Regions from separate parts of the Mus musculus genome. Here all the other regions are linked to region 7. The links are chromatin contacts, called in public HiCAR-type, HiChIP or PLAC-seq and promoter capture Hi-C maps. All regions are on one chromosome and are shown on one strand. The core of a region is the stretch at or near the end of the contact, and the rest is flanking DNA. Distances in the headings are between cores, read along the strand shown.

Region 1 (3,754 bases), core at 1,234-3,733, 1.2 Mb after region 7:
GTGAAAATTAAGTAAAACTGGCAGAAACCCAGAGTCATCGATAACAGGGTGCGAAGAAGATTCAAGGGCCAGATCCTGAGGCCCAACATTGGTCACCGGAGCAACAAGAAAACCAAGCACGTGCTGCCTAGCGGCTTCCGGAAGTTTCTGGTCCACAATGTCAAGGAGCTGGAAGTGCGGCTGTGTAACAAATCTTACTGTGCTGAGGTTGTTTGCAGCGTGTCCTCTAAGAACCGAGGAGCCATCGTAGAATGAGCAGCACAGCTGGCCATCAGAGTCACCAATCCCATCGCCAGGCTACGCAGTGGAGAAAATGAAGAGATGGCTTGTGTGCATGTTTTGGGTTAAAATAAAATCACAAAAACTGCAAAAAAAAAATTACACCTTCCGTTTGAGATATGTATGTCTTAAGAGTTGGCAAAGCTGGAATGTTGGTTTGTCACAGGAAGTAAATTTTAGTCCTAACTTTCAGTATATGTTTCACTCCTTTGATTAATACTTATTTTATTATAATATTTCATGCATCTGCATTTTAGGAAAAAAGTAAATAACTCTCTGCAATTGTAAGGATACCATGGTCATAGAGAGTTACAGATGAAGTACTGTGAAATTTCACAAGTTATTGTTGGTTTAGACTGTAATGACTGAAGAAAGCTTTATGTAAAATAACATGCATATTCTGTCTTATAAAATAGCTAAGATTCACTGTATAAAATTAGGTTAAAGAAAACTCTAGGACCAATAAAATAGCACATTAGTAGATTAACACATAAAACAGATTAATGAGTTTGATGCCTAGCCTGAAACATGCCTTCCATCCTCAGGAATGAAAGACCCCATTACCTCAGGTTTTCCTCTTATACTACATGTGTGCCATGCTATGCAAAAACCCATATGTGCAAGTGTGTTTACACACACACACACACACACACACACACACACACACACACACACACAGACACACACACACAGACACACACACAAATAAATAAATGTAATTTTTTTTTTTTTTTTTGAGACAGGGTTTCTCTGTATAGCCCTGGCTGCCCTGGAACTCACTTTGTAGACCAGGCTGGTCTTGAACTCAGAAATCCATCTGCCTCTGCCTCCTAAGTGCTGGGATTAAAGGTGTGTGCCATCATGCCTGGCATGAATGTAATTTTTTAAAAAATAATATAGAGAATACAAGAGACATTTTTAAAAACTCATGAGGAAGGCCGTGGTCACAACAGGTATTTTTAGCAATCCCCTGGTACTACAGGGAAGAATGCTTTAAAAAAACTATACATTAGGAAACCCTTGTTTTCAAACTGGGTGATTTAAAATGAGTTCATTTATCTTAACTAGTTAACGTGGAACAAGATAAGATATCTGTATTTTGAAATCAGCAAACTATGTGTCTTGAAAAATTACTATATTAAATAGCAAGGTGCCTAAAATGTGAGTCATTGGTGTTGCATCAAATTGCCACAAAATATCTTAATGAATAAAATATCCCTTGTTTTGTGAATATATTCCATATGCCAGAAAGGACCTGGATCCTTTTACACATTTTTTTTCTTTTATACCTCACAATATGTGTAATGGTGATAAGTGTATGGCAATTACTAATTTAGGGAACAACAATCAAAGGTGGAGTGAAGCTAACTTGATATTCAGCATGGAAGAGTCTGGGGTTTTCATGACTCAGAGTCCGACTTCCAAATAAGTATGAAATACTGCATTCCAGAAACAAATAAGCAAACAAACACCCCAATGTCCACAAACTTTTATAATGCACATTTGCCCTTTCCATTCCTAATTGTCAAAGCCAACCAATGAAAATTCTTTTTTAAATGCCACAAATAGTTTTCATACTAAGTATAATGGAATGTTAATCCTTGAATAAAACCTGGGTCTTTAATCCCAAGTACTGCCAACATAGGGGCCTTAAAATTTCGATATGAAATCTGTGCTATTTATCAATTGGTTGGTTTAGGTCAGCTTAGCCCCAGTTAGCTTTGTAATGTGTTATACCTGTAGAGGTATTTTAAATACACAAATGCATTTACAGGTGTAACTAGCTAATGACTTGGTTGGATTTTTTTTTTTTTAAGGTTTATCAAGAGACTGAGGAAGGCAACTTTCAACTCAAGGGTATAGCCCATCCTCTTATAATTCTAGCTTACATAATATTCTAGATTTCAAGGACCAGGTAACAGCAAAAGCCTCAAAGCCTGCTACAAAAGTAGAGCAGAAATCAATTTTTTAAAAAAGGTTAAGAAAAAAAGTAGAGCAGAGTCCAGGAGAGGAGGTCTCAGCCCCCTGGTAGGGCAGTGCAAAAGTCAATAGTCCAACTATCCCCAAACAGGACAGCTCCCAAAAAAAGCCAAAGTCTCCTAGCGTTTAGAGACTCTCTCTCCACTTCTGCTTCCGGGGAAGAGATTTTTTTTTTTTCTCCCAGCCCTCCGCGGGGGCGGGGCTAAAGGAAGCCGGAAGTCAGGCCGCTTCCGGCAGGGGAAACTCCTAGTTGCCGCTTCGCCCGGCTTGACAGGCGGTCTGTGCCGGCAGTGTGCTGCCCTCACCCATCTCGACCTCCCGTTCGCGTCCGACCGCTGCCGTCCCGCTGCCCTTTTCTCGAGCCTCCCCTTCCCTATGTTCCGGGACCGGAGTCCGAGAAGCAAAGACCCACTTCTTGTCCAGTTCCCATCATGTCCGAAGTGACCAAAGAGCTGCTGGAGCTGGTGTGGGGCACCAAGAGCAGTCCCGGACTGTCGGACACCATCTTCTGCCGCTGGACGCAAGGTACCAAGGCAGGGCTCCGTTCCAGCCGCTCAGCTTGGGCTCCGGGAGTCGGGCCAGGACGCCTCTTTCGGTCCCATTACCCCCGCTCCACCATCTCGCCCCGACCCCATCACCTCGGGTACCTGGCGCTTGGCCCCAATGCCCATTCTTCACCAGTACCCGTGCTTGGTCCCAGTAACCACGCTTTAGGCACTCGGGGCACCCGCGTTCTGTCCCAGTAGCTCCAGCCCCTCCGGTCCCCTCACTCCTTCCCTGTGCTCGCGCTTAGTATCCCGGCTTCAGTCCCTCTAGTATCCGCACTCTTTCCCCGTACCAGCCCTTGGTCCCAGTACCCCAGCTGCGGCTGCTCGGCTTCCCGCACTCGCTTTCTTTCCCTGTACCGGCGCTTGGTACTAGTACAACTCTAATCTTCCGGTACTCGCACTCTTTCCTACAGAGTTTGATCCCAGTACCCCTGCTCTGACCACTTTCGGGACTCTGCGCTCAGTTCTAGATCCCGGACTTGATTCCAATAACCCGGCTCAGACACCTCGGGTACTCTGTGTTAGGTTCTATTGCCATTGCTCTGGCCTGTTGGATACCCAGAGCTAGTACCCCTGCTCCAATTAGTGGTTCTCAGCCATCCTAATGTTGTGACCCTTTTATGCAGCTCCTCATGTTGTGGTAACCCCTAATTATAAAAGTATTTTGTATAAAAGTACTTCATAACTGTAATTTTGCTACGGTTACGTAGTAATATAAATATCTAATATGCGACTCCCAGGGGGTCGCGACCCACAGGTTGAGAACCATTGCTCTAAATGGCTTTTGATGAGGAAGAGTTTGAGTGAGAGAGTGTTTACCAAAGAACGCAAGTGCCTCTGCCACTCTGGGCTAACCTGCTGCAGGAGTGAAAGGGGAGGGGCCCTGGGACTGCAATGTGTGATACAAAGAGGGTGCCACTGTTAAGATCATTACATCTCCAGCCTTC
Region 2 (3,849 bases), core at 555-3,054, 1.3 Mb after region 7:
TTTAGTCAGAAACACCATGAGCTATCCAGAGGGCTTTTAGAACTTGTACTAGCATAGAGGGCTGTCTCAACCAGAGAGAGCCTGGAGCAAAAGGCTAGCTGTCTCAACCACACACACACACACACACACACACACACACACACACACACACACACACACACGGGGAAGGAGAGAGAGAGAGAGAGAGAGAGAAAGAGAGGAAGAGAGAAACAGTCTGAAAAAGCTGTCTCAACCAGATTACAGAGCCAGGAGCTATAGCTGTCTAGGGAGCCACCTCCCTCAAAACATAGGCCGCCATCTTGGACCTACCATTTGACTTCGAGTCATTTGTTTTTGCTGCTCTTAAGCAACCCCCCCCCTTTTTTTTTTCAGAACCCTCTCCAAGCAGAGGCTGGTCCTTGGCAAGATCCAGATCTCATTTGTTCCTAAGAGAACACTGTATGGCTTGTGCCAACCCACATTTCAATGGTCACAGACAGCAGTTCCTGTTAGAAGAAACAGAAGTGGGCAAGAAAGTTCAGAACGCTTCTGTTTTAACCACTGCCAAGCCAACCTTGACCTTTCTCTCTCTCTCTCTCTCTCTCTCTCTCTCTCTCTCTCTCTCTCTCTCTCTTTTATTTATTTTTCTAATAGCAGAGCAGAAAGCTGGCCTGTGAACTATGTCCTCAGAGCCATCTTGGGTCCACAAAGTTACAGGAAAGCTGAAGACATAGTATTCTAGATTAGATTAGAAAGCTGCTCCTGGTCAGACCATATGTTTCTAACTTGGTCAAGCTTGAACTTAGCTTGTGACATCCCAACTACTTCTTGATTGTCGTTGGCCTTCTGACCTAAGGAGAACATTAGAAGGGACTTGGAAAGAATGTCCTGGCTATGCACACAGCCACACATTTTCAAGTCCTAAGCACATATCACCATCATCTTCCCTCTTCACTACTGGCCATCAGAAGTGAAGCTGTACATTTAAAACCACGGAGCAATAAATCAAATGAGTTTATCCCAGGGTCTTCCCTCTCTTATTACGATAATCTAATAGTCTCCCTCAGTCCTGCGCAAAGCACAAATCTCCATCCACTACAGCAAGCTGTCCACATTTGCCATGGCATGCTTCCAAAGCATGGTTATTTGGCAAAAACAGGAGTGTTTTTAGCAACAAAATCCAAGACAATTGTGAGCTACAGTCTGAAACCAGCATGACACAGGCCAATTAAGTACACATCTGTTATAGCTGCCTCCCAGCTACTCACGGAAGCAAAGCATCACCAAACTCTACACTCACTTCTTCTCCAGAAGTTAGAGGCCCAAATTTGTGTAATCTCTGGATATCTGCTTTAAACCTCTAGACTAAAAAAACAACAAAAACAAAAACAAACAAACAAACAAACAAACAAACAAACAAACAAAATCCTTCAGAGAATCTGGCTACTTATTTTAGGTTAGCCACAAGCTCCCATCATCCTTAGCTGCCTGAATGCTGGGACTAAGTGTGCAGGCCACAGACAGCAACTCAGTCTAAAATGCTTTTTAAACTTTCTTGTGAAATTTATTTTTAAAACTCTATTTAAACGCTTAGTGTTTATATGCCTAAAAATAACAAGTTATTTGAAATAGATATAAATGAAACTCCAACTAAAAGGGACTTAAACAAGGCATTAAGTATAACTCATACGTCAGAAACGTCCAGAGGGGAGTGAGGCAGACACTGGGTGTTCTCTATCCCATGAAAGCCCTGATGTGTTGCCATCTTTCTGTGGTTTGCTCATTTCTCCATTTCTCTGCTCTGATGGCTGCTGTCAGCAGTTGGCCCAGTAGACTTCCTCTTTCCCAACCAGGAAGACAGAAAGCTTCACTCTCCACCACGGTTGGCTGAGCCTGGACCAATCAGTGACTAATTGTCAGGCATTGCCTGGCTATGCCTGAGACTCAAACCTCATCTCATCCCTGCCGATTTTTGTCCATGGAAGAGCGGGTGGCAGAAACTGTTTTGTTTATACCAGTCAGAGCCTATACATGGACTGACTGGTGAGTCTTTCCCACTTGATAGTAATGGAGGAATGAGTGAGTGAGTGGCAGGAGATGAGCCACAAATAAGGAAAGACTGGTGAATACTGATAGGCAAACAACCAGTAAATATCAATTGCACCATCTCCCTTTATACAAATAGCTATCGCTCTTAGAATTGTAATGACCCTTTATAGATGTAAACCATCACATGGTTTCTAGAGGCCAACGGCAAAGATAGAAACGAGATAGTATTTCTCCAAAGGAGCAATTAGGTTGCTGTTAAAAATAACTAGAAGCTGATATTGTGAGAGCTGAGTTCTAGAATCTCAATCTCTCTCTCTCTCTCTTTCTCTCTCTCTCTTTGTCTCCCTCCCTCCCTCCCTCCCTCCCTCCCTCTCTCCCTCCCTCACTCTCCACCACTGAACATTTGCATGACCCTGGGTATCAGTACAGGAAGAAAACAAGAGTGTCTATGTCACAAGGATTGTGCTGAATCATACAAGGAAAGAGCTCATGCAAGGCAATAAGTAGCCATCATTGTTACCCAGCCACTGGGGTGTGAGCTCTCCATGATGGACAGAGGCATCACCTGCGCTTTCTGTTTCTGAGATCTCAGTGCCTCGCCTGTCTGCCTGTCCTTGTACACAGCTCGTGAACTTGTGAGGAGAGAGTGCATCTGCTTTCCTCTATCACTGACTCACTCCGGAACCAGCTTCAAGGGAAGGAAAGAGTTAAAAAGCCCGGGGCCAGCACAGCTGGAGCAAGGCCTTGGTCCAGAGCCCATGCTGAAGGTCTGGAGGAATGAGGTTTGGGCAATTACTCTGAGTGCTACTGGAACAGTGCAGCTGACAAGGACTAAGGAATGAAAGGTAGAAGTGTTGCTTAAAGACCACAGCAGGGCGCTTGGCTTCTTTCGTTTTGTTTTGTTTTTTGTTTTGTTTTGTTTTTGAGCCTGACCGGCAGAGGGCCAAGATGGGTCATCTGGTTTGGTCCCCTCATCTTAAAAAGAAAAATCTGGGAATTTCTCTGTGGGAAAAGAAAGCAGAGAACTCAAAGGACAAAAGACAATAGAGCATTTAATCCAAAACATCTACAAGCAAATGTTTTCATGGATTTTTTGGATTCTCTATGAAGGGAGAAACTGACTACTAAGGGAGAGGCAGGTACTGTTTCCTGTGGAAAGGCTTCAACTAGGGACTCTGTGTGTATGTGTATTAGTACAGAGCGTAGACCCTGCTGCTCTGGACAGAGGAGCAGACCCTCCCAAAGGTTTCTTTGACCTCTAGGCTTCTGCCAGTGTATGGCAGAATATTGGTTGTAAGAATGCATCCTGCTAGATGGTGGGGGAAGGGGCAAAGCAAACCAATCAAACAAAGCCCAAACTGTGTTTCAATATGAGGTTATCAAAATTCTTTTTGGATTATGCAGAAAATGATGTAAAAAGAAGTGGTAAGAAAGATGTTTTACAGTTTGTTGTAAACACAGCTTCAGATTTATAGAAAATTTCCAACACACACACACCCTCTGTATGTATCATTTCATTAAACCGAGGACAAAAATATTCTAAAAATTAAAGTTGTATTAGCTGTGGTGGCACACACCTACAATCTATCTTAACACTTGGGGAATTGAGGCAGGAAGACTGCAAGTCAGATCTTGTCTGAGAAAGAATGTTGAATGAATCAAAAAATAAAATCTGTACCAAATGTTTTAAGACTTTTGCTTACAATTATCCCATGAACAATAAGAGTATAAGGCTTATATGTAGCATTCGCATTGTTTTTAGTTAAGCATCATGGTTAATCTACAGAGCATCTGAGGCACACAGGAATAGGTCATATGCAA
Region 3 (3,795 bases), core at 975-3,474, 1.8 Mb after region 7:
ACTGTCAGGAGAGCCACAGGATAGTGATTTCCCTTTAAAATGTTCCCTCCTACAGTGCACTCGCTTCTTTTGGTGTTGTACTGAGGACTGGGGATTGAACCCTGGCCCTGTGTGCTCGCTCGGCTACCACTGTACTGGGAGCTTTACCCCAGCTCCCAGCCCTCTCTGCTTTTATCTTGAGATGGAGTGCTCATGAAGCTTCTGAGAGGATTACGTAAACTTGAGATCCTCCTGCCTCAGCCTCCAGATGGCTGTGCTTACAGGCCTGCGCTTCTCCCATGCTTCGTGGCACCTAGGCTGTCTCAATAAGCCTTCTCCGTAACAAGACTTCAGTTTTCCTCCATCAACTGAATGTGTATTATTGACCTAATGGTCTTAAACATGACGCTCTATCTTGTCACAGCTATTTCTCAGAGCCTATTAAAGTGTTTCCCTGTTACTGTAAAGGATTGATTGGCACATAGTATTTGTCCTTATTAATGGAGTACAGTATGATAGTTTTATAGTGTGCAATGTGTAATGATCAAGTACAGGTTATTAATTAATCTTCAATTTTGATATCATTAATACATGAAAGTCGGCTTCTAGCAGTTTGATTTTTCTTGTCACCCTCTTTATATCAGACAAATTTCTTATGCAAACACATATTTTAACATATTTTACATTGCCTTTTCTTCTTAATACATCTAATTTCAGAATCCAATATAGTTTAAATAACCCATATTTCTCAATTTGGGGACTAGTGTGACCATTCCGTGAGGCTGTTTCAGACCTAATTACAAGTTCTAATGCTTAGCTTGTCTGTGGATAAGCCAGCTTCTACCTGCCTTTGGCAGGCAGAAGTTCCTCAGGCCTCTGAGGCTGAGTGCACAGCACTGTTTCACTGCTGTGTGGCTGGCTTCGCCAACTAGGAAGTGTCCAGATTCACCCAGGCCTGACTAAAGGACACTGTCTCTTAAACTGCTGTGGAGCAATTATAGTTGATGTTTCCTCTCCCCAGCGTGACAGTGTTTTCATGTCCATTCATTCATTTAAAGGCTAATTCTGGCTTTGACCATTCTTTCTTTTCAAAGTAAGGATTTTGGCTTTACTATTTAGAAAGGAACTGTATATATTGTTGTATATTGATACTTTCTTAAGAAAATACTGCAGTGATGTTTGAGATCGCAGTTGTTTGGGCTCTGTCTTCAAGGTGATGAGGTCAGGGAATGTCGTTTCATAGTCTTCTCAAAAGTAACTGTCCTTAGAAAACACTGACTGAGTGCATGTGAAGAAGAGATGGGATCAGGCTAATAAAGGGAGAAAAGTTCAGCTCTTTGTTTTAAAAATGACAGATTCACCATAGGAAATAAAAATAAAATAAACTTACTTGCAGGATCAGATGAAGAATAGATACTCTGGACCTGATAAAGCATGTTTCTTTCTGCTTATACAGACTTAGAATTGCTGTTGCGGGACCAAGAGAGAGCTGCATTGTGCCTGCCATGTGACTATGAGCAGCCATTTCTTGTGTCTCTGCCCACTCAGGTGTCCAGTGTGCAGCATCTAAACGTATGCATATATGTGCTTACAGGCTAGAGTGTTGACCAGTGCACACAGTTGTCTCATGCTAAATATGGGTCAGATTAATTTTATATTAGCTATTTATACAACCACTTGACCCATAAGCACACCGGTGTGTCTTTTCTCCGTTAGCATAGATAAATTAAATAGTATTACTCAGGTCTTCAGTGGGTCAGCAGCCACTGAATTTTTTTCTTTTTCTTCTTTTTTGGGTTTTCTCTATAGGTCGAGGATGTCAGAGATATATTTCTGAGTTCTTCCTAGCTGGCCACCAGCACTGTACCAATGACATGGCCAAAAGCAATTCTGTTGGCCAGGACAGCTGTCAGGACGCTGAGGGTGACATGATTTTAACTGCAGAGAGCAGTTGTACTCTGCCTCAGGTGGATAATGGAGAAGCGAGGCTGGGCTCATCAGGATCTGCACAGCCTGCCAGGAAGCGGGCTCACTGCTTTGAGGAAGCCACAGAGAGCGGCCAGTGGGATGGCGTTACTAAGAAGACACCGCGCCATCGTTTGTTCCCATCGTGTTCAAGGCTTAGGGAGGCCAGGCAAGGGGCAGAGGACAGTTTGTCCCAGTGCTCCCCAGTGCCGGGGGAAGCTGGCCGAGACATTGAGGACATTGGTCCTGATCCCTTGCCTGACTCATACTATGGGCTTCTTGGAATGTTGCCTTGTCAGGAAGTGCCCAGCCACATTTGCAGGCTGCCAAGTGAAGTGCTGAGACACATCTTTGCTTTCCTGCCAGTGGAGGACCTCTACTGGAATCTCAGCCTGGTGTGCCACCTGTGGAGGGAAATAATCAATGACCCGCTGGTAAGTTAATTGCTCAGTCCTCAAACAGCATACAGATTAGCTTCACTTAATGGGGATTTCTGAGGAGAGGACCTTTTCAAAGTGGTGGTTTCCCTTTGCCTCATGAATGAAGAACAGACTACCCAGGTATCTGGGGCCATCCAGGCATGCCCCACCAAATCTTCTAGAACCCTTCCTTCCTTCTTCTCACATCTGCTTTTATCTGTGCCCTGACCTTCCTTAGACTGTGTATGTCTGGCACCATGTGGTGTAATCACACGACCCACTTAGATTAAGGTCACTGTATGTCCATTACCATCTTGCATGTTCTTCAAGACTTCATATTGTACAAACTGTGCCTTCCCATCCTGTCCCATTGAAGTCCATTATTTCCTCTTTACCATTTCAGCATTTTATAGCTCTGTTAGTGTAATTACGGTTCTGCATTTGGTCTTAATAACCCGTTCTCTTCTATGCCTTCTTTCATTTCCCTCTTTGGATAACTTAATACTTCCATTTTCTGTGCTCAGACTGGGCAGAGTGACTGCCTGTTTTCCTGCCTTCTCTCCTTTTTTGCCTAATCGTTCTAGAACAGTACTTTTCTAGAAAAGACTCTCCTCTGTTAGGGAGGCAGGTATCTGCTCCCTGTAGAATAAGCATTATTCTCTTATTTATCTGGGTCTTGATAATCTTTATAGTTTGTGTTTTCTCAGCGTATGTAACGTTGTTTATGGGAAGCTTAGGCCTGAGACCCTCCTTTGGACATTTTCTTAGCACATCCATGACTCTTGAATTGTCTTTCTCTTTTCCTTGTGGTGACCCAAACACTATCAGTAGCATTTGTGGTACAATTAGTACGTTATTTTGTAGCATAGTGACAGCTGCTAAGTACAGTCTTCACACTAGCTTAGATCTCTATCTTAGATCTCAGGCACCCATACATTGAGCTTCATACAGCCTAAAAGAGGAAAGCGAAATTTTTCTTCTAATTATGAAAGAGGTCAGGAGAAATGTCACTAGCTTTCCACCATGGCATCTTAGTTGCTGATTTCAGAACAATGTCTATGAGTTTAGATGTGAGCCCTGCTTGCTGACACTGTGTCTGTCAGCTAAATGGCAAGCTGTTGTATGCACTGAGCGCTGTGGGGTGGGGATAGGGAGGGGCTGGGTTACACAGAGTTCTTGGGACCATATCCAAGCTTGTCTTTCTCTCTTAAAATGTTACAGTGATGTCACTCTGGTCATCGACAACAGCAGGGTGTTTTCAGTAGTTGCTCTCATGTTATGGCAGTGCTGGCCTCACCAAAGGAACTTGGCACTTTCCCTCCTCTTCAGTCTTTTGGCAGAGTCTGAGGCATGCTGGTGTTGATTGTTCGTTAAATGTTCTGTAGGATTCCCCACTGAAGCCATCTGGTCCCGGGCTTTTCTCTGGTGCAAG
Region 4 (3,736 bases), core at 90-2,589, 2.0 Mb after region 7:
CCTGGCACTTTCAGAATTATTTGAACACTTTCTTGTAAATCAGATTATAATGTTGGTGTGTTCACTTGTGTAAGGTCCACCTCCACAGTTTTATGATGGCTATTCCTGGTTTTCAACTCGACTACATCTGGAATGAACTACAATCCAGAAATGGAGGGCACACAGGATCTTGAGGCTGGAAGACACAGGCTGCTGACCCAGATCTTGACATGGAGATCATGAGACAGCCCAGGCAAGGTAGTGCACAACTTTAATCCCAGGACACTGAGGCAAGCAGTTCTCTGAGTTCAAGGCCAGCCTGGGACAAAGCAAGTTCCGGATCCAGGTGTGGAACTTGAGGACATAAAGACATTGGGAGAAAGAAGATTGACTCACTCCTCGTCACCTTCTTGCACTTACTTGACAGCATCTCTGTTGGAACCGATTTCTTCAGATTGTAGCTTAGACAGAAGACCAGATGAAACAACCTACTTCGTGGGACAGAGCAACTACTAGATTCTTGGGTTTCCCATTCACAGCTGCCCATTGTCAGGTTAGTTGGACTGCAGAGTGTAAATCATTGCAATAAATTCATTTAATATATATAGACAGTCTATAGGTCCTCTGACTATAGAGAACCCTGACTGATACATTTTTCAGCTTGAATTCACCACCACCACCACCCTTTGCGGGGGGGGGGGGGGGTTGTTGTTATTGTTGCTGTTTTTCAAAATAGGGTTTCTGTGTAGTCCTGGCTGTCCTGGAACTCACTATATAGACCAGGCAGGCTTTGAACTCAGAAATCTCTGTCTCTGCCTCTCAAGGGCTGAGATTAAAGGCATGGGTCACAACTGTCCAGCTATAGCTTGAAATAATTTTTACATGCAACCAAAAATATGGGGAAAACATATTTACACAAAGCCCTGGTTTCTCTGACCTTTCTTTTGCCATTTGCTGCATTTTTATTCCAAGCGAGCAAGGTTTATAGTGTTTACATTCTTTCTCTGAAGACCTAGCTCAGTGTGTGTTTTTAATGCTATTAGATTCTGCAACATCTCGCCTGCAAATTTATTTCCACCATTTAGTATATAAGGGAATAGTTGGGAGTGAATACCTGGAGCCTAGTAGGGGATTCGGCTCCTACTCCAAGGTCAGAAGGCACATGAATCTCGAAACCTTGTGCCAATGGCGCCATCTCTTGGCCGGCAGAGAGGAGATGCAATGTAGTCCTCCCGTCAGCAGGGTGCAGTGCGAGCCGGAGAGTGCAGCTTTGCTTCCGCGAGTCACACGCAGGCGCAGACGTGGACTCCCGGCAGCCTCCGCTCTCTTACCCCGCGCGGTGCATCCCTTTGCGGACTCCGTGGAGGCTCGGCGCTGCGGCGGACTCCGGCGGTGGGCGGGCTTCCGCGCAGGGCGGCCGGGCTCCGCGCTGCCGCCGCCGTGGCCCATGGGCACAATCGTCTCGGAAGGCCGGGTGAGTGGCGCCGCGGCGGCCCTGGCAGGCGGTCTGATCCGGAACGTAGACTCGGGTGTGCGCGCCTTCACGGATGCGCTGGACGCGAGGCCGCGGCTCTAGGCCGCGCCGTGAGGGGCGCGGGGATGCGGGCGGGGCACCCCGAGCTGCCCGGGGGGTTCCCAGCCCTCCACGTTGGGCTCCTTCAGCCTGCCACGTTCCACCGGGCCACCTAGATCCCCCCTTCACCAGTCCCGATCCTCTTGACAGTGAAGAAAGTACCTTTCTCCTCTTCATGGCCCATGCCCAGACCAAGTTGTTGGGTCGCAAGACCGCAGTAACCCAGACTGCGTCGGGCCTCAGGAATGGAGAAGCCAAAACACAAACCCCAAAACTTGTTTCCTTCCAGAGCACCTGAAGTGAAGGTTGAGGCCGTTGTCTCACCGGGACAGAGAGTGTCTGTTGTAACCCCCGGCATGCTCAGGCCTGCGCTAAGGGGAGTTTTAGCGTTCATGTCCCTCCGCTAGCTTTCGAGCTTCTTCTGCTTGGACCAGTTGTGCTCTGAATGAGTGCTGCAAGCTCAGTAAGGTGCTTCTCCAGGGGTTAGATCTCTAAGAAGCTCGTTGGAAAACCCAGGCCTGGATTGATCCGAAGAACCAGATTACAAGCTGGAAAGACCTGGAAGAGGAGTTTTATTACAAGTGGAAAGGCTGCACCTATGAGGAAGAGGGAAAGCAAGAGCAGAGAAGCGCTGTAGAGTATTCTGCAGTTTAAGGCTGTGACAGAGGATGAAGAGGGACTTAGAAGGGTGATCAGTCAGACCTTCCTTTGAGAAGTCAGGAAGGGGGGACCATTGACATAAGTTCTTGTTATAATTCTGCTTGTTCTGGGAATAGGTGAGGCCTGTCTCTCTGCAACAGGTGGCTCTTTTAAATCATGGGGACACATTTATACTGGGCTGAGCTGTAAACATTTCGAGATAACAAATTTTAGTAAATATGAGTAATGGAGCCCAGGGTGGCAATATGTCTGGAATTCCAGTGCTTGGAAGGTGCAGGCAGGAGATTAAGAGTTCCGAGGACAAGCCACACGTGGAAATCACATGTGTGATTTCCTACAGGCGTCATTTTTCTCCTACCATATGGGTTCTTGTTGACCCCCTGATTTGTTATTATGTACCTCCTCCCCCCCACCACCTGTCCCCCGCATAAATTTTTCACACATCTTTCCAACAGGGAAGAGTTCCCTCTAGTAGGTCATTCTACAAGTCTTTCAGAACAGTAGAGAAATCTGCTGCGCTGTTTGCTTTAGTTACTCTGGTTAGTTTGTTTTTAACAGTCCCTGGCCAATGGTATCTTGGTAATACGGATGGGAAATGTGAACTATCAGAGATGGCATAGCTACACACGGAAGGGTATAAATGATTCGGTAAAACATCATTAAGTCCTGAGTATAAGATATGATTGTGGTGTGGATCAAGCTAACAGAGGTAGACTTTTAGACTTGTGATGGTTACTCTTGGTTAGCTACATCTGGAATCTACTAAAACCCAATGGCTGGCCACACCTGTGAGGGATTTTTATTTATTTATGGACAGGGTTTCACCTGTGAGGGATTTTATTTATTTATGGACAGGGTTTCTTTTTGTAACAGCCCTGGCCCTCCTGGGACTCATCGATGGTTCTGAGCCACCATTACAGGTGGTTGTTGGAAACTGAACTCAGGACCTCTGGAAGAGCAACCAGTACTCCTACCCACTGAGCCATCTCTTTGGCACCTGGAACTTTATAGTTAATAATGCCCCACATAGAGAGCTTCCGTCTTACTCCATTATCAGTTCTATAACTGAAGGATTTGACTCATAAGTCAGTTCACCATAGTCTTTTAGATTGAGAATTAATTCTAGGCTGGACATAGTGGCATATCCCAGCACTCAAGAGGTGTAGGAAAGAGTCACAAGTTCAAAGCCAACCTCGTCTTTGTGATAAGTTCAAGGCCAGCCTGAGCTACATGAGAGCCCTGAGGACTTTTGTTTGTTTGTTTTTTCTTTTTTAGTTTTTTGAGAGGGTTTCTCTGTATAGTTCTGACTGTCCTGGAACTCACTTTGTAGACCAGGCTGGCCTCAGAAATCCGCCTGCCTCTGCCTCCCAAGTGCTGGGTTTAAAGGCGCGTGCCACCACGCCAGGCTGAGGACTGTTTTTAAACTAGTGCCTAAGTATAGTTTTGCAGATTAGAAAGAACCCTGCATTTGTGACAGGAGGGTCCATGGTGCAGCTGTTTTAACACAGAGACATTCATAACTTG
Region 5 (3,834 bases), core at 199-2,698, 1.3 Mb after region 7:
GACCTCAGAGTCATGTTGTTTTTTTTATCACCAATCTATGTCCTGAAAAGTTTGTATTTATAAAAAACCATTTATACACACAGTTCTAGTCTGCTCCCTTCACCTTCGGGCTCCTCGAAAGATCAACAACTAGTACTGGTGAGGAAGAGATCCTGTTGTCTCAAACTTTCACTCCCAAGCCCTGCTTTTGAAAACTGTTAACTGCAGCATTTCTGACTTTGCAGTCCTTCATCACAACCTCATAGGATAGAGGTTTATACCAAATCATACAATGTGCCAGAGATGCCCTTGAGAAAGACTGAGAAAACCTACAGGATTTTTGTATTAGTATGTCAGCGGAATAGGAGAGGAAGAGGGTTCTTACATTCCATTATCAAATCCCATTTACTGAGGAAGAAACTGATTTACCCTCAAAGGTAGAGGTGACAGCCATATAACCACTCTTTTCTGGAGTTGGTATACTCTTTTGTATGCTTGTATCCGAGCTGCGCAATATTGGGAAATCATTAAATTCTCGCCGCATATGGAACACCGCTTCTCCAAAACAATGACTTGAGGTGACATCCATAAAATTTAGATGGTCCTTAAACTAGAGACTCGAAATCTAGCGGGCTCAACAGGCACTTGCCCGGTCCTAGACCGCAAGCTCCGTCCTGCAGCCTGAGAACTAGCCGCTAGAGGGCGCGAAGAGCGCGCCGGCCCCAGCCAGGGGCTGGAGAGGGTCGAGCGCGGGATCCGCTGCTGCAAGCCCAGAGCAGCGGGGTCGGCGGGCCGCACAGGGCGAGAGGACTGTCACTGTGGACGCTCCTAGCTCACCGACCCGGGACACCGGCCTCTGGGGAGCGTCAGGCCTTCTCCTCTGGGCTCCACGGCTCCCGATCCCGGGTGAACAGCGTTCGGGAAGGAGGGCGATGTCTGCGGGAACCCACTGTGGTCCCCCGGGGAACCGGGCACCTCCGTTCGCGCGTCTCTGTTGCGTCTCGGCCGCGCTGGGGATGCTGTGGTCCCCTGCGTGTCTGGCGTTCAACTTGGATGTGGACAAGCTCACTGTGTACAGTGGCCCCGAGGGCAGCTACTTCGGCTACTCACTGGACTTCTACATACCTGATGCGCGCACGTAAGTTGCTGGGTTGGGTTGGTGGCTTGGTGGCGCGCGATTCCAGGTCCTGTCTCTGTCTCTCAGAGGTCTCCGCAGCCAGGAGGAAAGGATGTCTGATATTTCAGGCAACTGCCCACTCCGGGTCGGATTCTGCTCTTTGCCTGCTACCAACATCTTTCCTCCTGACTTATGCTAAATAGATGTGCCCATGAATCTGGGATTGGAGATGCTCCACTGGTATATAAGTTCGGATTCAAAGACAAGAGCATTATACAAAGGAGAGAGTGGGGCGGGACAGACTCAGGTCAGTTTTAAAATAAGGACCGCGCAGTCTGTTCCTACGGAATCTCATAGCGCCTTAGGTTGCAGACAGTTGGGATCTGCCTTCCCCATCACAGTCTCCACCTACCTCCACCTAGACAGGCAGAACCATTAGCAGCCTCTTCCAAAACCAGGTTTCTGGTGCTCATAGGCTTCCAAAGAGGAAATCAAGTTTGGCAGTCTTTCCACAATAAACCTGTTTGTGCCTGCCGCTGCTGCCGCAGTCCGGTGGGCATGCTTCTACAGACTGGGCACACGGGTAAATGTTCCCAGAGGAGTGACTTTCTCCAATCTCTTTGCAGAGCCAGTGTCTTAGTGGGGGCACCCAAAGCCAACACTAGCCAGCCGGATATCGTAGAAGGGGGAGCTGTCTACTACTGTCCCTGGCCCTCAGAGAGGTCTGCACAGTGCAAGCAGATACCGTTTGACACCACCAGTAAGTGATGCTAACCTGTAGTGTGGCCCCTGGTTGAAAAGAACCAGAGCCATTCCTCGCGGCAATTTAGTGTTCTTTCCCCCCCTCCTAATGTAAATCTGAGTGTTTGGATGCATCTGGTAACATCCGTTTCCCTACTGTTCAGAGGTGAACACTAGGGGAGGAGGTGCTTGGGACCAGTAGAAACCCACAGCTGTGAGGGGAGGGGAGCACAGGCTTAATACTTGGTTGGCAGAGGCAGGCTGGTGTCTGTGAGTTCGAGGCCGGCCAGAGTTACAAAATAACCTACACTATAGAGAATCGGGTTGGTCCTCAAATATAGAGGTGGAGACTGATAAAGGACTCGCTTGGAGTATTTGTAATTCTCTAGTTCCCAAGTCCGGAGGTGAGACTTGCCCTGTAGTAGATCCAGACTGCAACCTGGGGTGCTTGACATTCTAATTCTTTACAGAAAGAATTTTCTTTCAAAATACTGGACATTAGATGCAAAATACTACAGGCAGAGTGTGGATGGATTATATTCATTTCCAAAAATCCCCCAGACAGATGTTTCTTATTTAATTAAAGGGAAAATACCATTTCATCTGCTGTTTTTAACTTGGATCCTAAGAAAATAATTTAAAAGGGGTGTTTTGAAAACACCATCACTCGGTGTTTTAGCTTGTAGCACCCAAATGTTAGCATTCAAATAACATATATTATTAGAGAATACCCTCTTTTTTTTCAAAGATGCAAATATGTCAGGTCAAATGACGGCGTGATGGGCAATAAATTAAGATTCCTTGTACACGTCATACTTTAGGACATTGTTCTTACTTTCCCTGTGGTCCTGTGGTTATCTAACTTATGCATCTAGGATTTATGTAAATGTGCATTTTCACAGAATTTTGAAAAAATTGATTGGGTGGTATGTACCCATGACGTTAATCTGTGTCATTTCTGTTGAGAGGGACTATCAATATGGAAATCATTTTGAAGAAAAATTATGCAATCTTTACCTTGAATTATGACCCAATTAGAAAAACATTTCATAAAAAACATTTTGAATTTATATTTCCATGCCCATCCATTGTCATACTATCTTGTTTGTTATTTTATTAATGGTTCAGTTATTTGAAAACAGATTTATAAGGCTTTACTTTATTTACATTCACATTTAGCAACTGGAACTTTTAAATCGTTTGTGAATAAAACAGTGGCGTTTTGATCCTTACTGATCTCTACATCAGAATAAGTTCCTGGGACGGGGGTGGTGGTGGTGGTGGTGGTGGTGCAGGGGGGTGCTCAGTGGGGAAAGAGCTGGCTACAATCCACAGTTCCATGTCAAAGCTAGGCCACGGCGTGTGCTTGTGACCTCAGCACAGGGGGACTGGTAGACAAGAGCCTTTAAGGCACTTTCTAGTCACCTGATCTTAGCTAAAACAACAGTGATCTTTAGGTTCGATGAGTGGCCCCGCTTCAAACAATAAGGCAATAGTGATCAGGAAGAATATAGCCTCAAACTCTGGCTTCCACAGATGCTACTTGGGCAAGCACATCTGCACACATGTGTGCACACATCCATATACCACGCACACAAGCACACACCAAGACTGCATCTAAGGTTTGATCATATAAGCATGAAATCAATACCACTTTAATTATCCGAGCAAATAAGTCTTGTAAGCTTTATTTGTATTTATCTCTGTGTGCATCCGCTTATGTTTGGTACATATGTATGGTGTCCATGGAAGCAAGAAGCATGTGTTGGATCACATGATGTAGGGGCTGGGAACTGAACTCCCATCCTTTGGAAGAATAGCAAGGTATCGCAAGTACGTAGCCCTCCCTCCAGCCACTAATCTATCTTTTTCAAAGGTAATTTAAATCCAAACCTTGAAACAGAAAGATACAAGGTATTGTACTATTTTAATTTACATTCAAGAAAGGAAGCATTTAAATGATGAAATGGTTGGGTTTTTTTTTTTTCATCAAGTAG
Region 6 (4,130 bases), core at 242-2,741, 1.0 Mb before region 7:
AAATCAGATCTAGCAAGTGGTCTCTTGAGCATTTGGTGTGCATCTTAAGAAGACTTCATCAATGCAAGCTGCAAGACCAAGTGTCTTTAGGGGAAAAAATGGAGAAAGAAAGGAAGGGAAACAGGAAGAGAATAGGAGAAATACAGAAAGCAGGAGGAGAGAGAGAGAGAGAGAGAGAGAGAGAGAGAGAGAGAGAGAGAGAGAGAGAGAGAGAGGAAGGGAGGGGGAGAAAGGAGGAAGGGATAAAAGAGGGACAGAGAAGGGAAGGATGAATGAGAAGAGGAGGGAGATGGTGTAGAGGAAGGGAGGGAGGCAGACACAAAAACAAACTCTGTAAAATAAAATGGTCTGTTCCACTCCGTACAGCTGGTTTAATTTCAATGACCACACTTACCTGCAGATGTGCATAGTTCTCCTTAACCTCGGAAATATCAAAGAATTTCCACTGTCACTGGAAGAGACCAACACAAATGTTCTATCCTTCGATGTCAGTTAGGCTCAGCTGTTATTTCTAGTCTAGCTGGCTTTTTTTTTTTTTTAATTGCTTTTGGTTTTTTGTTTTTCATTTTTCTTTCAGTAAAGTAATTTACCCCACTTAGTTTCTGGTGTTAAAAGAAATGTTTTCTTTCTAGACAATTGGCCCTTGGAGATTTTATCTTCTTTCTCTGGGTTTGTAAGAAAACTTGGTTCATGTAATAAGAACTAATGAAAAATAGAGACCTGTTATCCATACATGTATCCCAAACCCAGCCAAAGAGCACATAGCTTGTATCGGCACAAAGACAACCTTGGTACCTACAATTATCTTAACAGTACAAGACAACAGTGCTTTGTTTGTTCAATCCCTTTTAGTACATAAGCAATCTGAACAGTACTCATTGATTTCACATTCAGTATCTACAAGTCATGGGTAGCACTTTTTGCCCTTTAATCCATTAAAATTGAAGTATTTGTTCTACTTACAAAACCAAGGCCCCAGCAGACTATAAACTATTTCTGAAGTAGCCTCACATAAAACGAGGTGTAATGTTTGCCCAGCCTCACCCAGATTCATGACCTGGATGATTCCTGGGACCACGTCAGCCACAGCCAGCCCTCCAAACAGACCAGTACAGGCTACAGATGATTCACAGTCAAGTTCATTTCTGTTTACTTAACACAGGATGGAAGCTTCCAGAATTCTAAAATTCTAAAATTCGTATGCTCCTGCGGATTCTTGGAAAGAAGGAAAGAAACAAACACTCTTCCAACTATGTCTGTCCTTCTCATTACCAACAGGGACACTAAACTGTGACACAAACTGAGAACTCAGGCAACTTCTAAAGGAAGAACTAAAGGAATGCTGGCATTGAGGAAGTCATGAAGCCAGGCTGAGGAGACTGCTCAGTGAGAGAGAATGTCCATAACTTAGGCGTGAGGGCCTGAGCATCAGCACTGTTGTTAATAGCTGGTTGTGGTTGCATACATTATGACAATGTCAACACTGTGTGGGGTAGAGATAGGAGGATTACTGAGGGGTTGCTGGCCACAAGCCTAGGTCCAGGTTTAGTGAGAGGATTAAGGTTGAGATATAGACCAGGACTCTCAACATCCTCTTTTGGCCTGGCCTTCACACACACACACACACACACACACACACACACACACACACACACACACACTACAATCATAACACCCAGTGAAACTTTAAAACAATAAGACTATTCTCTTTTCTTCCCTAAAGAGACTTCAGAGTAGAGAGTAGCTTAGTGTTTTCAAATTTTGATGTAAAGTGTGCTCGGGATCATGTGCAGGAGACACTCTGTTCCGCCAGCTGGTGGCGCTGCCTTAGGAGGTTATGCAGCCCATGGGACTGACATAGCTAGCACAGGTGACATAGCACAGGTGACATAGCACAGGTGACATAGCACAGGTGAGTCACTGAGGCTGGGCTTGATGGTGTTATCCCTTTCTGGTCTCAGGCAAAGTCCTCGAATCCTCTTATCTTCAAAGACACAAGCAGCCTCTGCCACATTCTCATGCCAGCATCCTGGACCAGCATCCCGTGAAACTGTGACCTAATCCCTTCCTCCCTCAAGTTGCTTCTGTCAGGAATTCTGTTACAACTATGAAGAGACTCATACAGTGTGTTACATACTAAAAACAACAGTATTAATTTTTCTTTATGCTCTCCTCAGCTAAACAAGTTAAACAATTGTGATACATGCTCACTAATCTGTCTTTTTGTAACAAGAGAATATGATGTCACCAATAAAGAAAATAATAATAATCTGGAGTCCGCTGCCTCAATTCAAATCCTCAATCCAATCTCCCTCCTGATGTGACTATATTACTTTATTTCCATGCTTGGGTTTCCTCATTGGTAGGATTGAGCCCTAGACACAGTAACGTTTAATAAATATCAGATGTCAGTACTTCTTCCCAAATGCTTTGTTCTTGTCAATGTTTTAATAAATGTTCAAAATAAACATTGCATTTTAAAGTCATAATAGTGAAAGTTGTCAAGAGTGTTTATTTGCATATTTCCAATTAGCATACAGGTTTTAACTCTTGTAACGCATACAACTAGGTTTTTTTGTTTTTGGTTTGTTTTGGTTTTGGTTTTGGTTTGGTTTGGGTTTTTGTTTTGTTGCTGGTTGGTTTGTTTGTTTGAGGAGGCCTATTTGTAATGTGAACCTGGTGAGATATCAAAAGGCAGAGTCATTGAGAGGTGGGTATGACCTAAATATATTGTATTCATGTGTGAAATTACCAGGGAATAAACAAGCAAACTAACAAACAAACCTAGTTATTCATTCAAAGGCCAACTAGAAATGGCAGCACTCAGTCTCGGCAGATAACTATCTCATGCTGCTTGGAGGAAACCATTTGGAACACATCTCACAATGCTGTGATTCACTTAACAGAAAAACAGGAAAATCATGCGTTCAGGATCCCGTGCCCAAAGAGCATGTGAAGGTAACACTTTATACAGAACAGAAATGAGACAAAATAAAAACACAATGCGCTTTCTCGCCAATGAACACTTTACAAAACTGCAAGTCAGGACAGGAGTTTTCCTTGAAATGTTTGATGCGGAATATTAACTGGCCTATTTCATCATAACACGCTCATAGAGAAAGAATGGAGAACCTAGAGTAACCTTTATTTCAATATCATCTCATGTGAAAGCCCACTGAGGTTGGTAATACACAGCCAACAAGCCTGTGGGCAAAGGCCCCTTCAGGACACAACACTAGGCCCAGCTCTAGCATGAAACTGACATCCTAGAGAGAAAGACTTTTCAACAGGGCTGGGCATGCGTCATCCTTAATATCCCTGAAATATCACTGACGTCAAATAGGCTCCCAAGGTCAGAAAGATGGGAGCTCAGGCATGGGGCTGAAGTTGCTGGAATTTCACCTCAAAGCCTAAAGCAGAAACTTACTTGTAGGCATTCATTTTCTTAAGAGTAAGGATTATGTTTTAAAATTAAGCTTAGTTAGAAACATACACACGATTAACCTCAGGGAAACGCCATGTCCTTTTATTGCTTAGCCTTTCGCATGCTCTAACAGATCCTAAAACATTTCACCATATACCAATAGCTATAATATAATTTTAATCAAATATAGAGTATATTAGTCATCAAGAGTGATTTTTAATAGACCCTCAGAAGATCTTTCAGATTGTATTTGTATACAATACTCCTTTGATAAAATTATGACTTAAGTATACACAAGTCAATACTAAATCCAAAGTGAGCTACTACTCCAGTGGCAGAGAGACTAAGATATAAAATACTGGCATCAAGTTCTGGCTACTTGTGAATAAGTGAAGTGACAGATGCTATCAGACATGCAGTGAACTGGTACAGTCACTTTGGAAAACTGTCCTTCACTACTGACTATAGTGAGCATACACACACTATATGATTGCATATTTCATCCTAAATTTTTTCATCCAATATTTCATCACTGGCACATATTTTATACGTGCCAATGGTACACCCAAGAATTTACATAGCAGCATTGTCTTAATAACCTCAACGAGAGAAAAAAGCCAGTGTCTCTCAAGAGTGAAACACACTAACTGTGGCATATCCCATAGAATCCAATGTTGTACAGCAAAGAAAATCAGCCAAGGGCTGT
Region 7 (3,950 bases), core at 686-3,185:
GAACACAAAGGCCCCTATTCTTTCTGTCCAGAGCCACCGCATTTGCCAGAACGTCCCTATCTACATTCCATAGTGAAGCCCATAGAAACCTTTAACACCCTTGAGCTACGGGAACAGATGGCTTCTTTTCACCCTTGTTAGATTTCAAAAATGGTTGTGCAATGACTCTTCTGCTAACTTTCACGCAGTGCCGAACTTCGAAGGAAGAAAGGGAACTTGGCTTAATTCCAGTTAAACTTTCTCATCCTCCAGAGTATTCTACATTTCCAACTGGAGGAAGCAACTGTGGTTTTTATGACCTTGTGAAAGTTAGCCAATTTCACCTTCACAATCCACAATGTAATCAAATTGTAACCATTCAATATCCGAATGTCGATATGTTTCAAAAAACGAAAGGAGAAATGTTTCGGGGGTGTGGGGGATCAGAAAAATCTGGAAACGAAGCAGAAAATAAAGCCTTCATGTTCCAAAGACTGCCCTAAATAGTGGAGTTTTTCAATCTGTGCGCTTTCCGCCGCCAGGGGGCTTTACAAGCAGACGTGAAGTTCTGCACCTTTTAAAACCTAAGGGAAGTAACTTTTAGAACCGCTCGCGGGTTGGCTCCATTGGGCTGCTGGCTGCATGTGAAAAAGAAGTCTACAAACCTGTCTGAATGACTGCAGGGTGCTTTCGGCTTCCTCTCTCTGGAGCATCTCCTCCTGCAATCTGAAGCAGCAGCACATTAATCAAAGGGGAACTGGAAAACCGCCAGGGGCGGGGCGGCCACACCCAACCACAAATGCCGCCAAGCCTTGAGTCCAGAGCTGCTGTGACACCTCCACCCACAGTAGTTACTGCAACTTGTCGAGGTGGCAGCTCTCTGCAGGTGTTAGCTGGAGTTGGGGCACACTGGAAAAGACAATCACTGCCCTTCCCTTACAATTACAGCCAATCCCCTGTCCCAATATCCCAGATGCCTTTGCCATCTCTTTGTCTGGAACCCTTCACACCCATTCTTTCCTCCTGTCTGGTAACTGTAAGCCCAGAAGAAGGACCTAAGAAACTTTCTAAAAAGTTCAATGGAAGTGCTTGAGTGAGGCGAAAAGAGAAATGTTCACTGCAAAGTTTAGGTTCAGGGTGGGGCCCGCTTCCTCTGCTATCCTCCAGACAACCGCCACCCCAGCCACATCCCCAAGGGCGTGGCAGCCCCAGTGCAAGGCCCAGGACTCCCCTCCCTCCCACACCCCACCACTCGCGTAGGTCAGGCCTTACTTCTCTCGCAGCCGCATGATGTCCTCGGCCAGGTTGTCCCGCTCCACCTCGACACGGGCCTTGTCGTTGGTGAGCTGATCCACCTGCCGGCGCAGCTCCCGCATCTCCTCCTCGTACAGGTCGCCCAGGCGCGACTTGCCCTGGCCCTTGAGCTGCTCGAGCTCAGCCAGCAGGATTTTGTTCTGCTGCTCGAGGAAGCGCACCTTGTCGATGTAGTTGGCAAAGCGGTCATTCAGCTCCTGCAGTTCTACCTTCTCGTTGGTGCGGGTGTTCTTGAACTCAGTGTTGATGGCGTCGGCCAGCGAGAAGTCCACCGAGTCTTGAAGCAGCCGCACGCCCGGCACGCTGCTCCGCAGGCGCACTGCCGAGGACCGGGTCACATAGGCGCCACCGGGGGATGAGGAATAGAGGCTGCGGCTAGTGCTGGGGCGCAGTGCGCTGCCCAGACTGTAGGTGCGTGTGGACGTGGTCACATAGCTCCGGTTGGAGCTGGGCCGGCTCGATGTGCCGGAGCCACCGAACATCCTGCGGTAGGAGGACGAGGACACAGACCTGGTAGACATGGCTTCGAAGGTGGGCTGGCTTGCTGCGGCTGGAAAAACTGCAACAAGGGAATGAGGGCGCGGTGGCTGTGAATCGTAGGAGCGCTGGGGTCTCTGGGGTCCCGGAGCAAGAGTGGCAGAGGACTGGACAACGCCAAGGGCGCTGCTTTTATAACACTGTTAGGAAAGAGGGTCCCCTCCCACTGCCATCCTAGCCGCCGAGCGAGCCAGCCAATGGGGACCCGGAAAGAAGTGAGGAAGGGGGGTGGGGGAGGGAGCTCCCCTCGAGCCTTCCTCCAGGGCTGTAGGGTATCAAGCACAGTCCTGTTACTAATTGGAAGTGCTAGGCCTTTCAGGGGCTTTCCTGGTGATCACCCGAACTCTCTACTCACCCTTGGGTGCTGAGAAAGAAGGGATCGCGGGAAGGATTCATGGGGGAAGGAAGGGGGGCTCTGGAAAGTTGAGTAAAGCGATCCCTGGCACTGGGCCAAAGGGGCGTGGGACTAGGCGCGCTGGTAGGAGGGGCGTGGTCGCAGTCGCAGATCTGCGGTCTTCTGGGACTGGGTGGGTGGGGAGATCCGAGAGCGGAGGAGCAGGAAGAGCCTGCAAAAGCAGTCCTGCAGATCGGAAGCCGGGGAGAGAGAAACAAAGAGGGCCCGAGATTGGGGGTGGAGAAGCACACAGCCCAAGATATCTGGCTCAAGACCTTTGCAGAGGGCTTGTTTGACGTGGTCATATCCCCTGATCTAACGGACTCAGTTCAACTAGAGAGGATTAGGAGCCACTGCCTCTGGAGTAAAGCCCAGGGGACGGGGTGGGGTCGCTGAGTCAGTGGATATGACTCATGGAGCCCTGAGGGTGAGATCGTCTAGCGGTTCAGGAAAACCGTTAGTTGAGATTGACTCCAGACTCCAAGAGCGCTAAGCTCATTCATTGTCCGAAGTTTTAAACCAACTTTGAGAATAACCGTTCTTGTGATTGTTGGGGAAGTGTGGAGAGTTCTCCTTAGAAAGAAACTCTTGCAGACCCGGGAGAGCCACAAAACACATCCACACACCCCTACCCCCATCCCCACCCCTGACGACAAAAGCTCCCTCCCTCCCTCCTTCCCTCCCTCCCCCTTTCTCTCTTTCTTTCTCTCTCTCTCTTTCCTGCATGAAACCACACCCTAAGTTCTGGGTGAAAGAGGAAACTACTTTGGTAATTTCAAAAGCAAGCCCAGTGATCTCGGCCTTTCTGAAAGTGGACTGCATTAGAAGATAAGCAAGTCGGACAAGAAACCATTGGGTTTTGCTAAAAAATCCAATTCGGTGAATGAGTTCGGAAGAAAGGCAGTTATGTAGCTCAAGTGATAAACTGAAGAAACAGATTTCTGTAGATTTTAGAGCAGCGATGCAGGGGAGAAGATTCTAGTGACTTGTCTGGGCAACGCCACAGATCCTATTTTCCACAAAGAAAAATCATGAAATCTAACTTGAAATGGCGACAACTGTCCACAAAACAAAAGGTTCAGAGTGTTGAGATGCAGCGACTGTCACCTTTTCAAAGGGAAAATGACCAGCTCAAGGCTATTGCTTCACGTTTGCTTCTAGGCAAGACTAAGGGGTCTCCGTTCTCCAAGGGAAAAGGACTTTTCAAGAAAGGGAAGTTAGGCCCTTTGTGATTAAGCACGGATAGAAAAATTACAGTTTCTTTTGGTTTGGGATTTGTGGAGTACTGAAACAAAAACAAACAAACTGGGAGATGGGTCCATTAGTGAATAGGGAAGGAAAAGGAGCTTGTATTTTGTTTTTGCTTTTGTTTTTCTTTGGAGCACAGAGTGTTCCCAGCTTACCTGGCAATTAAGAAAGGCCGTTTAGAGACACGTGCAGGATTTATGCTAGCTTTTTTGTACAAGACTCTTTGAAGCAACCCTTTGTGCACCTCATCTCAGTCAGTTCTGGGAATGCTGCGGTCAAGGTTGCCTGCAGGACTCTCTGGGACCCAGCTCTCCTGCTGTGCCTTTCTTTATTCTCCTTTCAAAGAGAGGCTGTGGGTCCTTTCCAGAGAGCACTGCCAGGGTTAGCCTGTGCCTCACGTTACCATTCTGCACACTGAGAGCCTTTTATTCAAGCCATGGTTCAGCAAATGTCACCATTGTGAGATTGCTCGGAATGG

The links. Promoter capture Hi-C pulls out the DNA fragments that hold promoters and counts their contacts. HiCAR-type assays count read pairs that join an accessible place to other places. HiChIP or PLAC-seq counts read pairs in DNA pulled down with a chosen protein or histone mark. Capture Hi-C pulls out chosen DNA fragments and counts their contacts.
Region 1: a contact with region 7 is called in a promoter capture Hi-C map of liver, with 4 times the contacts expected there. The contact joins the promoter of Mindy3 here to the promoter of Vim in region 7. A contact is called at or near these places in 1 of 39 promoter capture datasets (embryonic stem cells), 4 of 484 Hi-C or Micro-C datasets (B cells, CD4 T cells, LSK cells and 1 more), 11 of 115 datasets of contacts at active chromatin or transcription factors (T-cell acute lymphoblastic leukemia, astrocytes, effector CD8 T cells and 6 more) and 3 of 9 other capture datasets (adipose tissue, embryonic stem cells and liver).
Region 2: a promoter capture Hi-C map of the HPC-7 cell line shows a contact between it and region 7, with 6 times the contacts expected there. The contact joins the enhancer-like site here to the promoter of Vim in region 7. A contact is called at or near these places in 4 of 39 promoter capture datasets (the HPC-7 cell line, hippocampal neurons, liver and 1 more) and 3 of 115 datasets of contacts at active chromatin or transcription factors (acute myeloid leukemia, astrocytes and stem cell-derived neural progenitor cells).
Region 3: a contact with region 7 is called in a HiCAR-type map of astrocytes, with 3 times the contacts expected there. The contact joins the enhancer-like site here to the promoter of Vim in region 7. A contact is called at or near these places in 2 of 39 promoter capture datasets (liver and pre-B cells), 3 of 484 Hi-C or Micro-C datasets (embryonic stem cells and uterus), 2 of 115 datasets of contacts at active chromatin or transcription factors (astrocytes and embryonic brain) and 2 of 9 other capture datasets (adipose tissue and liver).
Region 4: a contact with region 7 is called in an H3K27ac HiChIP or PLAC-seq map of large pre-B cells, with 3 times the contacts expected there. The contact joins the promoter of Rbm17 here to the promoter of Vim in region 7. A contact is called at or near these places in 1 of 39 promoter capture datasets (pre-B cells) and 2 of 115 datasets of contacts at active chromatin or transcription factors (astrocytes and large pre-B cells).
Region 5: a HiCAR-type map of astrocytes shows a contact between it and region 7, with 4 times the contacts expected there. The contact joins the promoter of E030013I19Rik here to the promoter of Vim in region 7.
Region 6: an HNF4G HiChIP or PLAC-seq map of pancreatic cancer cells shows a contact between it and region 7. The contact joins the enhancer-like site here to the promoter of Vim in region 7. A contact is called at or near these places in 2 of 39 promoter capture datasets (liver and pre-B cells) and 3 of 115 datasets of contacts at active chromatin or transcription factors (astrocytes, forebrain and pancreatic cancer cells).

Annotation. Positions count from the first base shown.
Region 1 is chr2:12,418,189-12,421,942 of GRCm38.p6, reverse strand. It overlaps Mindy3 (MINDY lysine 48 deubiquitinase 3), which reads left to right and starts at 2,483. Exons shown (of 15, transcript NM_024185.4): 1 at 2,483-2,784. The coding sequence starts at 2,691. It also overlaps the pseudogene Gm13321.
Region 2 is chr2:12,315,511-12,319,359 of GRCm38.p6, reverse strand. No RefSeq gene overlaps it. Among named protein-coding and RNA genes, the nearest start is that of Itga8, 15 kb to the right of the region's middle. Within about 2 kb of position 1,804, at least 100 of the 459 cell types and tissues checked have an H3K27ac peak or open chromatin away from gene starts, as enhancers often do. A contact at or near this core is called in the HPC-7 cell line and acute myeloid leukemia, where this site is marked.
Region 3 is chr2:11,765,705-11,769,499 of GRCm38.p6, reverse strand. It overlaps Fbh1 (F-box DNA helicase 1), which reads left to right. Exons shown (of 21, transcript NM_015792.2): 3 at 1,789-2,378. Among named protein-coding and RNA genes, the nearest start is that of Fbh1, 10 kb to the left of the region's middle. Within about 2 kb of position 2,224, at least 42 of the 459 cell types and tissues checked have an H3K27ac peak or open chromatin away from gene starts, as enhancers often do. A contact at or near this core is called in adipose tissue and astrocytes, where this site is marked.
Region 4 is chr2:11,600,802-11,604,537 of GRCm38.p6, reverse strand. It overlaps Rbm17 (RNA binding motif protein 17), which reads left to right and starts at 1,339. Exons shown (of 12, transcript NM_152824.1): 1 at 1,339-1,453.
Region 5 is chr2:12,298,860-12,302,693 of GRCm38.p6, reverse strand. E030013I19Rik (RIKEN cDNA E030013I19 gene) reads right to left here and starts at 1,448. Exons shown (of 2, transcript NR_040353.1): 1 at 1,105-1,448. Itga8 (integrin alpha 8) reads left to right here and starts at 750. Exons shown (of 30, transcript NM_001001309.3): 1 at 750-1,117; 2 at 1,723-1,856. The coding sequence starts at 912.
Region 6 is chr2:14,618,047-14,622,176 of GRCm38.p6, reverse strand. The region is part of intron 2 of Cacnb2 (calcium channel, voltage-dependent, beta 2 subunit); the gene reads right to left. Among named protein-coding and RNA genes, the nearest start is that of Gm32741, 16 kb to the right of the region's middle. Within about 2 kb of position 1,491, at least 31 of the 459 cell types and tissues checked have an H3K27ac peak or open chromatin away from gene starts, as enhancers often do. A contact at or near this core is called in pancreatic cancer cells, where this site is marked.
Region 7 is chr2:13,572,296-13,576,245 of GRCm38.p6, reverse strand. Vim (vimentin) reads right to left here and starts at 1,935. Exons shown (of 9, transcript NM_011701.4): 1 at 1,252-1,935; 2 at 645-705. The coding sequence starts at 1,814.